2 separate regions of the Hordeum vulgare genome follow, and region 2 is linked to region 1. Evidence: chromatin contacts called from public Hi-C data. All regions are on one chromosome and are shown on one strand. The core of a region is the stretch at or near the end of the contact, and the rest is flanking DNA. Distances in the headings are between cores, read along the strand shown. Region 1 has its middle 18 kb from the start of LOC123426573. Region 2 has its middle 130 kb from the start of LOC123426573.

What was found. Hi-C and Micro-C count contacts between places; a contact is called where the count stands out from the background.
Region 2: a contact with region 1 is called in a Hi-C map of leaf, with 6 times the contacts expected there. The contact joins two enhancer-like sites. A contact is called at or near these places in 4 of 6 Hi-C or Micro-C datasets (leaf and seedling).

Annotation. Positions count from the first base shown.
Region 1 is chr2H:441,610,312-441,617,065 of MorexV3_pseudomolecules_assembly, forward strand. No RefSeq gene overlaps it. Among protein-coding and RNA genes, the nearest start is that of LOC123426573, 18 kb to the right of the region's middle. Within about 2 kb of position 5,235, at least 3 of the 3 cell types and tissues checked have open chromatin away from gene starts, as enhancers often do. A contact at or near this core is called in leaf and seedling, where this site is marked.
Region 2 is chr2H:441,754,539-441,761,158 of MorexV3_pseudomolecules_assembly, forward strand. No RefSeq gene overlaps it. Among protein-coding and RNA genes, the nearest start is that of LOC123426573, 130 kb to the left of the region's middle. Within about 2 kb of position 1,318, at least 3 of the 3 cell types and tissues checked have open chromatin away from gene starts, as enhancers often do. A contact at or near this core is called in leaf and seedling, where this site is marked.

The DNA.
Region 1 (6,754 bases), core at 3,985-6,484:
GTTGTTAGTGGTATGTTGTTGAACCGTTGCTCCGTTTTGAACGTGTCCTATATGAAACTTGCTTAAAATCTTGTGTAGTTTCATACTATATTGCTGGTTGTGTGTTTTGAGATGCTTGCGACTGTCGTTGCACACATATTGCATTCAAGCCATCATATCTTGCGGTGCTCGTATCTTTTGAACCGTAGCTCCGTTGGAGATGTTCTCTATGTGTAAATTGCCTGTAACGACGTATAGAATCACGTGAACCTATTTGTTTTGCTGTTTAACAAACATTTAAACGCGTTAGTCCAGATCTGCACAGAATTGTAAATTAACATGTGAGGTCGTCTCGGAGGTGCTATATGTCATTTCCGACCTCATTTAAAATGCCTAGATAGGTAGTTTAATTATGCTTCACCTCTTGCCATGTTTAACCACATTTAATATTGCCGTGTATCTAATCGGGATAGAACTAAATAATCAAATGTGGAGTATCGTCAATATGCAACTCGTTGCATATTGAATTTCACTTAATGTGTAGTGTTTGATTGTCGTGAATTGTCGTGCCATGTATTGCATATATTCAGCTGTTCATGCATCATATGTGGATTGCATCTTGTCGTGCATCTGCCGTGGTGAATATCTGTGTTGATGCTTGTTTTGGGTTTCCTTCGTCTCGATAGAGTTCCGCAAGCGTGTCGGATTGTGAGGACCCATTCGACTACATCGGTTCGTGTGCTTCACGGAGTCATTCTTCTTTCAAGCGGGATCTCAGGCAAGATGACAATTTCCCCAGATACCATTACTATCATTGCCATGCTAGTTTTACCGCTTCTATCGATTATGTCTCGTTGCCTACCACATGTTAAATATCAGCTTCTCAACATTGCCATGAAAACCTTCAACCTGTTCACAACCTAGCAAACCACTGATTGGCTATGTTACCGCTTGCTTAACCCTGTGTTAGCGTTGCTAGTTGCTGGTGCATTGCTTCCATGTGCAAATATGGGTTCCTTGTTATATCACCCTATCAAATGATATTTAATTTAATGCAACTATATACTTGATAAAGGTGGAAGGCTCGGCCTTTCTAGCCTGGTGTTTTGTTCCACCTTTGCCCCCTTAGTTTTGGCTACCGGTGTTATGTTCCATAATTGAGCGCTCCTAACACGATCGAGGTTGTTATGGGGACCCCTTGATAATTCGTTTTAGATTAAGACTGGTATGACAAGGCCCAACTTTGGTACTACATTTGCCTAAACACCTAATAAAATTGCATAGGGACTTTTCGGACCCCGAGGATAATTTAATCAACCCCCGGGCAAGTGCTCCTCATGAGTGTTGGTCCAAACTGGCAGACTACGGGGCCACCGCGGGGCAACCCGAGGTTTGGTTTCTCCTAGTGTGACCCATCCGTCGTGTCCTGAGAACGAGATACGCGGCTCCTATCGGGTTCGTCGACACGTCGGGCGGCCTTGCTGTATTAGTTTTACCTTTGACGAAATATCTTGTGCATCGGGATTCCGGTGATGCTTTGGGTAATCTCAGAGTTGAGGTTTTCCACTAAGGAGTCCAACGAGATTGCGAGCCTCGTGATCGAGGATTTCTATGCGGCTTGTGGTAATTTGTGATGGACTAGTTGGAGCACCCCTGCAGGGTTAAATCTTTTCAGAAAGCCGTGCCCACGGTAATGTGGCAACATGGAAACTTTGTTTAATACTGGTTCTAGACAACTTGAAGTTAACTTAATTAAAACTTGCCAACTGAGTGCGTAACTGTGACTGTCTCTTTCGCGAGTTCCTTCTCCGATCGAGGACACGGTGGGGTTATGTCTGACGTAGGTAGGTGTTCAGGATCATTCATATGATCATCAGTAGTTTACTCCGCTATGTGTAGATCATTCCCCTCTTTATTCTTGTACTCGTAAGTTAGCCACCTCATATAATGCTTAGTCGCTCGCTGCAGCCTCACCACTTAACCATATCTCACGCATTAAGCTTTGCTAGTCTTGATACCTTTGGAAATGAGATTGCTGAGTCCCCTGTGGCTCACAGATTACTACAACACCAGTTGCAGGTACAGGTAAAGATTACTTGACGTGAGTGTGTTGATTGTTCATTTGGAGTTGCTTCTTCTTCTTCATCATCATCGATCTAGGATGGGTTCCAGGACGGCAGCTTGGGATAGCAAGGATGGACGTCGTTCTTCTTTTCTCGTTTGTTTTCGTTCGTAGTCGGACCCTGCTCTTCTTCATGATGATTATGTATTGTATTGATGTGACTCTGATGTAGCTTGTGGCGAGTGTAAGCCAATTCTATATATATCTCTTCTTTTCAGTACATGTACTTCTAACGATATCCATTCTTGCGAAACGATGAGATGCGCTTCTATCCCTGACGAGGCCCTCGTGCCAAATTGAGGATAGAATCGCATCTTGGGCGTTACAGTGTCTACAATCTCAGGAACATCCACTCGCGAATAACTATTCTGATCCTTAGATTACAATAGTGTCATCCTATATATTTCAAATGTTTATATAAAAATGTTCATGGTGTATACATAAAAGATAGAATATGTACGGAAAACAATGACATAAAAAATTATATTTTAAATAAAGGTTAATAGTATATTTGAAAAAAATTCTCAATGTGTACAAAAATGTTTCATCAATATGAGTACATATTAAGCATGTATAATTGTTTCCTCACTCTACACGAAAATAGAAAGAAAAAATCCAATAAAAACCAAAAAATAAGCAAAGAAAAATGAAAACAGATAGAGAAACAAAGAAAATGAAAGAAAAAATAAAACAAAGAAAATGAGTGCAAAAAGAATGAAAACAGTGAAAAAGAGAAAGAAACAAAGAAAAAAACATGAAAAAAAGAGAAAAAATAAGAAGGGAAATGAAAACAAGCAAAATTTAAGAAAATAACAAAGAATAAAGAACAATAAATAATCAGTAAAAGATAAATAAACAAAGCAAAACGATGAAAAGATGAGAAGAAACAAAGAAGCCAAAAAGAAAAAGAAAAAAGAAGAAGCAGAGAACACATAACCAGCACGCGAATGAGCACTAAAAATGGGTTGATGTTATAAGCGAGATATACTCCCTCCGTTCCTAAATATAAGGTGTATTAGTTTAAAAAAAATAAAACCTTATCTATGTTTGACCAACTTTATAGCAAAATATATAATAGTTTATAATACTATATATATCAAATATGAAAATATATTTCATGGCAAATCTAGTGATAATGATTTGATATTCTAGACCTTGATATTTTTGTCTACAAACCTGGTCAAAGTTAGAGAAGTTTGACTTTTAAAAAATAATAATATACCTTATAGTTAAAAATAGAGGGAGTAGTTCAAGCCAGACGTTATGTAATCTCGCTATAAGGATGATATAGTTCTCGCGATAAACATATATCATCAAAATCACTATTTAAGGGTTACCCCTTGCACGGGTTACTCCTCATCTTCCGAGATGCTGATAAGTGACATATTGCATGTACACACTTATCACAACCTTATAATTTTGTCATTTTTGTAGATTCGTATATTCAACCGCGCATCCCAATATTGAACTGTTTTCAGCATTGGATTTTTGGTGTCGGAATCTTCAAAACTAGATCCCATGTTAATAGATTTTAATAAAAAATAAAAAATGAAAATTCAAATTCAAATTAAAAATAAAAATAAATCCATAGGAGAAATATATATGAAAAAATGACACTAAAAATGAATATCAAAAAATGAAAGAAAAAATACGGAGCCCAAAAACGTGATTGATGTTTTCATTTTTTATTGGGGAACACAAGTTGTGCTTTTCACGAAAACACAAAGCACAACCTGTATTTTTTTTAAAGAAGGCACAACTGTGCTTCTGAGCACTTCTCGAGGGAGCAAATTTTTGCTTTCGCGAGAAGCAAATATGGACCTCTCATGAAAAGACAAGTTGTGCTTCTCGCAGAGGAAAATATGTTCCTTCACGAGAAGCATAACTGTCATGCTTTTCGTGAAAGTACATGTTGTGCTTTTCACTTTTTCGGAAAGCACAACTGTAATTATGCAGACTGTGCTTCTTACGGCAAAACACTACATTCCGAAGAAACAATTTTTCAAAATCTAGAGAAAAAAGTAAAAAAAAAACAAAAAAGCTGAAAAAACAAACTCATTAAAACCCAAAACACACCTAGAGAAATAAAAAGAAAACGAAATTCAAAGATAGCGTCCATCATGTGGCACGTGGCTGTGGCTGGGCAGACAACTTGGCCCACTCTCAGACCAAAAAGGTGACCCTTACGGGAGCTCGGGAATAAATAACTCATATTTTTTGGGCAAAATAAATAGGCATATCTTATTTGACGCCACAGGCGTGCATTTTTATTAACTGATGCTTGTGACATTCCCAAGTGGGCCGGCCATCTTGTCGCCGGTTGATGCTTTTTTCTTGAAAATTCTGTGAACTCTTTTACATATCGAATAACTTTTTTAAAATTTCAGCGAATATTTTTTAAGATTTATGAACTTTTCTCTGAAAATCGATGAACCTTTTCTAAAATACTAAAATTTAATAAACATTTTTGAATATCAATGATTTTTTTTAAATTTGATTAACATCTTTTCGAAAAAGGATGAATATTTATCAAAATTGATGAACTTTTTTAAGATTTATAAACTTTTAAAGTTCAATGAACGTTTTTGAAAAATACATGAACTTTTTTAATTTCTATGAACTTTTTTCAAATTTAATGAACTTTTTGAAAGTTTAATGAATGTGTTCCAAATTGGATGAAATTTTTATTCAATTTCAATGAGTTTTTTTTCAAATTGATGAACTTTTTTGAAGTTGATGAACCTTTTTGAAGATATGAGATTTTTTTCAAATGAATGAACCTTTTTGTTTAAATCTAGAAACCTTTTTTTATTTCATATTTTTATTTTCATAAGAAATAGAAAATCAGGGCGTTTTTTTTTCTACTGGATTAACAAAAGAAAATTGATAAAAAAAAACTGGACAGCATGCTAGTGGGCAGGCCCATGCGAGCGATGCTGCAGGCGCCGGATCGTTAATGGATGCCTGCTGCGCTGCATAGGAGTTTTCCAATAAATAACACTTAATTAGTTGTCTCCATATATCATTCGCCGGAAAATAACAGGGTAACGAGTGGGTTGCACAAGCGGAAGTGGCTTACAAGGCCACCCCACCGGAAAACTCTCTCCTCTGCCCTACCAAAGAAGCCCATCATTTCTCTCTCAAAAGAAAAAAAGCAAGCAAGCCCATCATGTTTCTTCAGAGACTGCAGGGCTTGCAATAGTACCGACCCGTACTGCAAAATTGCATCCCCGCAAAAAAGAAAAAAAAACTGCATCTTTTTTTCAGAATTAAATCTGTGCAGCTTTCAGCATTGGCATATCATTTACCTTTCGACACCGGCACATCGTAACATTTCCTATGATTGTATTAGTATCAAACCGTGATGTTACGTAAGTACAGTTTTTTTCATGACAAGTCTACTACGTACTGCTTTGAGGTTATCATCGTATTTTTATATATTATGAACCAAATTCTGAAATGCTTGAAACAAAGGGAGCGGAGGATATGAATTGCTTCGGACCACAGACTGTGATTGTGTATATGATACTCCTTCTTGCCAGTTTAGCTTAACTTACTTTTGTTCTCTTGCTTACCATTCTGCACTGTTTTTGTAGCTCTACTTAAGGCCTTCTTTAATTTGGCGTCCCTCTTCTACAAATACAATATGACACACGCTTTGGGTCGTGTTCGAGAAAAAGAGCGGCGTCCTAAAGCAAAGCACCGAATACAGACGTAGAACTGAATGATGAAAGATATGAGACATTCCTTTTCTTTCCAACAAAAGGACTTCTTCCTGATACCTTCTCCTTTCTTTTCCATTCCTTTTTGTTAATGTTTTTTTTCGGTTTAGAAGCTTTTAGTATTGTATAAGACTTTTCCTCTATCACTCGATCATTTAGAGACTTTTAGTATGCAAAAAAACATGCACGACGTGCTGTCGTTTTAGCTCTCTAGTGACATGCGTGGATTATTGCGTACAGCGCCTCTGCAACAGTATGGGAGTTAGTCTGTCAGCATCCTGATATATGCTATCATGGTTTGATGGCTTTGCCATCTCCTGTTTCCCCGCACCTGTCCAGAGTTCAGGTGAATTCCAGCCTGGTTTATCTCTGGCCCCGTGGCCTTCAGTTTTACAAACAAGCAGCAACTTTGAGCCACAAAACTTGAGTCAAACTAACTCCCTGTCAATCACCGCCTTGCTAAAAGATGATTATGTTGAAGCAAAGTGCGACAAGTCAATACTATCTGATTTGTTCCTTTGGATATGTAGATAGATGATTATGTTGAAGCATTCAGCAACTTGCAATTCAGTTCTTGTTACTCAAGCAGTGTGAGGTTCACTAGTGCGTGCTAGACTGTAAATGGCAATGCTTTTACATCAAGTGCTTTTTGGTTTTCCAGCCTTTAAAGCAAGTATTCGATGATGAAATGCACACATGATGCTTCCCCAGTATGCTCTTGGGTCTTGACCATTGCATGGATTCCAAGCAAGCTGCAGTGTACAGCTGAATCATCGCATTCTTCAAGTACTAGATGATTTTGACAAGCCATGGATAATATATATCATTTGGTTTCTGTTCCTCTTTCTATATCACCTGAAAGCAGAAGCTTCTAGACTAGACACCCCTGCCTACGTCTTTAATGGCCCTCATGATTTGTTGAGCTTTGCTG
Region 2 (6,620 bases), core at 68-2,567, 140 kb after region 1:
TTAACTCCACGTTCATCAAGAGCTCGGTAACAATCTTGCATTTTCACAGTATGCATTGAGGTGCCCGAGGTACATTCCAGAACCTCCAATATATTTTCATAGTAGGGAGCGCATTCTCAGTAGGGCTCGAACCACCCATCACGCACGATCTGGCATGCATATATGCATGGGATGATCAACGGGAAACTAAATAAATATCACTTGAAGCTAATTCACACATGCATGATACTCCCTCTATTTTCAAATATAAGTTTTTTTTAAAGATTTCACTTTGAACTGAACAAAATAAGTGAATTTACATTCTAAATATGTCTATATATATTTGTATGTAGTTCATAGTAGAATTTATACAAAGACTTATACTCCCTCCGTCCGGAAATACTTGTCCTAGAAGTAGATGTACCTAGACTTATCTTAGTTATAGATACATCCATTTTATACATTTCTAGGACAAGTATTTCCGGACGGAGGGAGTAATATTTATGAACGAAAGGAGTATAAGACCTTTGGAGATTTTACTATGGAATATATACGGATGTATATAGATATATTTTAAAGTACACATTTATTCACTTTGCTCGGTATCTAGTTCATAGTGAAATCTATAAAAGGTTTTATATTTAGAAACGAAGGGAGTAGTTGGATGAACGGTTAGCTAAAATTGATGTTCACACCCGCAATCCGTTTGAGAAACCACGCATCTAAAAGGATCAGACGGTAGAAAATGTAGAGGTAACTACCACTGGTGGTAGGATATATATCGCGCGACGGTGTGTGTATACATAGTCGAAATGCCAGGATCCTATAATATGCCAAAGCGTGACGCGGATGGAGCGATGTGCCCCCTAAAGCTAACCATGCATCGCCATGTCGTGGTGTCGCCATCCTGCTGCACTAGCTACTTAAACTCAAACTCACGGCTGATTACAGGTCGAGAAGGACGCAGAGCACAATGCAGGTGGCCGGTAGACAATCCTGTCTAGTTACTCGTTGCCTCTGGCGCCAATTACTTCGTGCAGGGCGCAAGACGTACGTGAAGATATATTAGTGGCGGTGTTTGGCCGGTGGAGCTGAGCTAGACGATGGAATCCAACTATTTTTTGAAAACCAACGTATCATCCACCAGCCGGATGGGCGTCCCGATGGATCGATCGGTTGCCATGGTCCTGGCCTGGGCTACTAGATCGCGGATCGAACTAATTAAAACTCAGCAGCTAATGATCGAAATAACTTGTGGTTGGATGTATCATGGATGGGAAATTGCATGGAACGAGCAGATCTGGAACGGGACCGGTCGATGCTCGAGGACCCCGGCCCAGGCGGGAGATCGATAGCCGCTTTGGTCCCTCCATATCTCGCTCGCGTGACGCACCCACGTCCACACAACCAAGGTGCAGCGGTACGTGCATGTATATGCTGCTGCTGTTGCGACGATCTTGTCCAAGTTGCAGCAAGGGGTGCGGTGGGGTTGTTGGTAGATCATCGTCGATTCATTCGATCGGATCGCACGTCCACGGGTGCCGGTCGCTCGCGAGCTTGAGCCTGAGCGTGAGTGAGCTCCAACCCGCTTTCCCATGCATGCAGATGCAGGCATGGCATGCAGCTCTCTGGTTGCACTTGTCGACCTACGTACAGGGGCGTACACGTGCGTTGCGTGCGCATGCAACAACGTACTCCCTCCGTTTCAAAATAAGTATTTTAAGCTTAATATAAATTTATACTAGAGCTAATACAAAGTTAAGACAGTTATTTTGAGACAGAGGGAGTAATTACTTCCGGAAAGGAAGGGAGTCTTTCGGTTATTTCAGTTACACAATGTGTCTAGCTAGCAAAACGTGATTCTAAATATGTTTTGCTCCGAAACTAATTAAGATCACTCTGCACCATGCAAGTTTACTCAAAATACGAAAATAGCATCCAACTGTTGCAGAAATGAGTAGATAATATCTTGTATTTCAAGGTCAACCAACGGCAAACTAGACATTATCAATCGTTGTATAGTAGCGTTATTGATACGGAAACACCAGGGTTTGAACAGAACATGTGTTGCATTTGTACTTCCGGGCCTTTTCGATCATTGGATAACACGAAGTACTACATGTAAACCTGAATACTAGCAGTGAAACAATACTTCTTTCCAGTCGACATCAACAGTTTTGCGTCTTGACCCGTACGTCAACAACAACAACCAGATCAAGTCCCTTTCAACCAAAATAAAAAAGAAATACTAGTAGTAGATGCAGTACCGTAAAAACTCCACAGGCAGGAGAGAAATTAAAATTCTATAAAAAAGCATTAGAGTTGGACATACGAATAGGTTCGCGTGCAATCACTGCCACACGTGTGTGCCTGGTGGTGGGTTGTGCATCACCTCAGTTGAAGGAAGGAAAAAAAAAACAAGCGCCACTATGAAACGTACCTGTCGTTTCACTCAACGTCGCACGTCATGTACGTACCCATCAACATATTTATTCTGTGCATGACAACTCCGCATTCTCCCTCGTCACCATCTCGTCACCACGCTCGTCATGCATGCAAGTAGGACGTTTACACAGCAATACACCCAGTATTTTTCTAATCAATTTTACTAGTTGGATTCAGAATTCAAAGCGAATAGTGATACGACACGCTGAGACATTACATATGGATCATGATGACCATGGATGCGAAGTCACTAGTGGAGAAAGGGGTATTAGAACCGGTTGGTAAGGGCCTTTGAACCCGGATACACATCCGGTGCTACGTATCCGGGACTAAAGGCCCCCCCCCCCTTTAGCATCGGTGTCTTACAAACCGGTGATAAAGGCCTCCACGTGGGCGCCGAAGAGTGCGCGCAGGCGGAGGACCTTTAGGACCGGTTGGTAACACCAACCGGTCCTAATGCTTTTTTTTTCTTTTTTTTTTCCTTTTCTTTTCAGGGTTTCCGATTCCGTATTTCGGTGTTTCCGTGTTCCGTATTTTCAGGGTTTTCGTTTACGTGTTTCCGGTTCCGTATTTCCGTTTACGTCTTTCCGATTCCGTGTTTCCGATTCCGTGTGTCCGTGTTCCGTTTTTTACGAACACGTAATCGGAAACACGTATCCGGAAACACCGATTCCGTGTTTGCGGTTAAGTGTTTCTCCGATTCCGTATTTGCGGTTAAATGTTGATGCACCAAATAAAAGTACATATATACATGTAACACGAAGTACTGGACCGATTATCATTACATAATTTGAAGTTCGTTTCCTATAGCTGTATACTTGCATAGAGAAGGGAGCTGGCTATTGGTTCATAGGATGGAAAAATTCTCCGCCTTCATCTATGACTTGCGTGAGGAGAAATCCTGCCAATTCTTCTGCAACTGCCTTGCAACGTTGGATTGGTCTTAGCATCGCCCGCTTTCGTTGCAGCTTTAAAAGAAGTAGATGAAAACAATTAAGTTGTGAACAAAACTAACATAATTGATGGCAACATAAATAAAGTTGTGAAGATCTGGTTACGTACCTCTAGATTTCTGGAAGTACGGGATTTCTCATTGATAATCCTGTGAATGTACTCGCAAACGTAGTATCCACAATAATCAGTGCCCTGTGGTTGTTGCGGGACGCCCTATATACGAGAACATAATTCGGTCAAATTAATAATAATCAAGAGAATGGTAATGGTATTGAAACCAGGGTACGTAGTACTACTTACTTTGTTAATCTGAAAGTGGAGCTTGTCTACCCATGTACCGGGTTCTTCCTTGATGGACATTTGCCAAACCCTGGCCGACAAAGAAAAATGAATACAAGAGTTAATTATTACTTACTTGATATCAGGAAATGAACGAAAAAGAGGCCGATGAACGAAAGAGGCCTATATATATATACCTTTGAAGCATCTGACGCGCGCTCTTCCATTTGTCAGCGTCCCAGGTTAACGGGTCCCAGACTTCAACCACTCCTTGATCGATTCTAATGATGAACAATATGAAGTGGGACCTGCGCACGTGTACACACGCAGTCATGCATACTCATCAATTACACTTAACATCAGGTAAGCAAAATGGAATGTGTACAAGACAGTAACACTCACTTGAATCCGTAGGGCCAAAGTATTTCTTTTTTGGTACTTTGTCGCTTCAAAAACCTTAGCAAATCATCCGGTGTATCCTTGTTGAACTTTTCTATTGTCTCTTGATGAAACGAATACGGGTCAATGAACCCAAAGTCCCAGATTCCTGCCAGCTTGCATTCACGAATCTTCATTCTGCATAGTAGCGTACAAAAAGAATGTCTCGTGAGTGATAATTATACGGGCAATGAACGCGAGCTTAACTAAATAATTAAGTTACACAAATAAAACACTTACAAACAGTAGCAGCTGACGATAGCTTTGTCGAGGGCACGTTGATTGTACATCTCGAAAAAATCATCGAACCCAACCTCCACACCGTACTCTCCGAAGTAGTGTTGATCCTGAACTGCCGCCATGATACAGTCTCTCTTTTGCCTTGCGGCCTCCAAGTACCAACCATGTAAATTCCATAGTTGGGTTGTTAGAGCACTAGGATTTTCGACCAGAGGCTGCTCGGGCTTATATTTATATACCACATCAGCAATAGCGTAACCTACGTCGCCCATGCGTGGACCGGACACTGAAGCCTGGTCAGATAACACCTTGAGCGGGGCAATTGACTGTGCTTCTTGTTGTCCGAGATGGGGAACTTGTTTCCCGCATTTCGTCTGCTCCGTCTGCTTCATCTGCTCCGCCTGCTTCATCTGTGCGGTGTGCATCTTTTCAATGAACCGTTCATAGTCTGAAAGGGGCGGCGATGGCGGCGGTTCAGGATAATATAAGTTGTCGATGGTGCGCTCAATTTTCCACTTTGGTACGTTCTTCAGAGTTTCCTTCCAGATGTCTGGAGGGGGCTTCAGGGGAAACCGTGCGAACCATGCTTTGTTTTTGGCTTTCACGGCCTCGTCTAGTTCCTCCAGAGTCATCAGGCCTGGTAACTTCGGGGGAGTCTTGACTTTATTGGGTTTCCTTTCTCTCTTCTTGGGAGGAGTCCCGTTTCTTCTGAACTGCAGCTTCCGCTTTGCCGTACCCGTAGTGCGCGCATCCGTCGGCTCACTGGAGTGCACGGGCGATGGACACTCGGCCTCGGGCTCCCTATATTCGTTGTGGGGTGGACTTGGAGGTGCGTTGGGGGGTGGACTTGGAGGTCGTGCATTCTCTGTACGAAAGTGAAAAAACTATTAAAAATAGGCTTACATGTGGTGCAACATTCAGTAATTGTTGGAGGTGGTGCATAATTGTACCTGGAGGAGTCGGTGGCCTTGGCGCCGCGTTAGGAAACACAATGTGTTTCTTCTTCCACAAGATGATACCAAGCTCCATTTCTCCCAATGTCTTCTCGCCTTCACCTCCAGGAATATCAAGCTCAATTGACTGGCATCCCGGCGTAATTGTTGACAACCCGACACGAGCATGGGATGCTGGAATCTGACCATCATGGTAGGTTGCTCCAGGTTGATTCGGTAAAGCATAGCCTGACGCCACCATGAAGGATATGTTCCCCATTGGCATATGTATCTCACAGTTTGTCTTCTCCTTGACATCATCCACGGGGTAGTGAGGCGCCGACGGTTCGACTGCAGGACCGTCTTCTAGCTGCAGCTGCGTGGAACCCACGCTGCTTCTATGCTGAGATAGGACGGCATCTGCTACGGCATCGTCTTCTAATTGCTGCCTATCAGCGTCAGGTGCAGGATCTTCTTCCTCCTCTTCAGTGTCAGGTACAGGGTGTCCCCCTTTCTTCAAGAGAAACGACACCTTTTCTTCTAATGTCGCTATCCGTTCCAGCGCCTTCCTCTTGCTTCTACCACGGCTTCTGTAAGTGCCAAGGTCCGCCGGAAACCCTTGGTTCCACGGGGTAGTGGCTCCAAAGCCTCGTGTTCGTACCCACTTTTCGGGGTTCCCGAGTGCCTTCGTCAACTCGTCGTTCTCTCTATCGGGAACAAAAGTTCCTTTTCGAACAGCTTCTATTGCCTTCTCTAGATCTGATACGACTTGTCTTATTTTTTCCGACCATGGTCCCTCCGCAACAATCATCCCAGTCTCAGCGTCCAACGTTTCCCCATGCGCGAACAACCAGAACTTGGACCTATCGGGCCAGTCATGTGTCTGTGGAATGATATTTCTTTTCAGAAGCGCATCTTCATAGCGTCGCCACCTAGGCAGGGCAGTCATGTAGCCACCTGACCCCAAAATATTGTGATATTTCTTTTTCTTCGCATTCTCCGTATTTGTGGCTGATCGGGATGTAAAGACACCCGATTTCTTGTACGCCTTAAAATCAGGCCAAGCGTCTCTTATCTTCACTAGGTGCCCAGTGAAAACTGGATCTTCGTCCTTATATTTGTTCCACAAGTCTTTCTTCCACCTCTGGAATTGTGTGGCCATCTTCTTCAAAGCCGACTCCTCGACTTTCTTCTTCTTATCTTCCGCTACGCTGAAATTTAGCCAGACCGTGTCGCAAAGCACTCTTTTCAATCTATCATCGACATAAGTAGCTCCAACGTTGGCGCCGGTCTCCGGCTTATTCCATTCTATTAAGTTGATCGGGACCAGGTCTCTTACAACAACTCCGCACT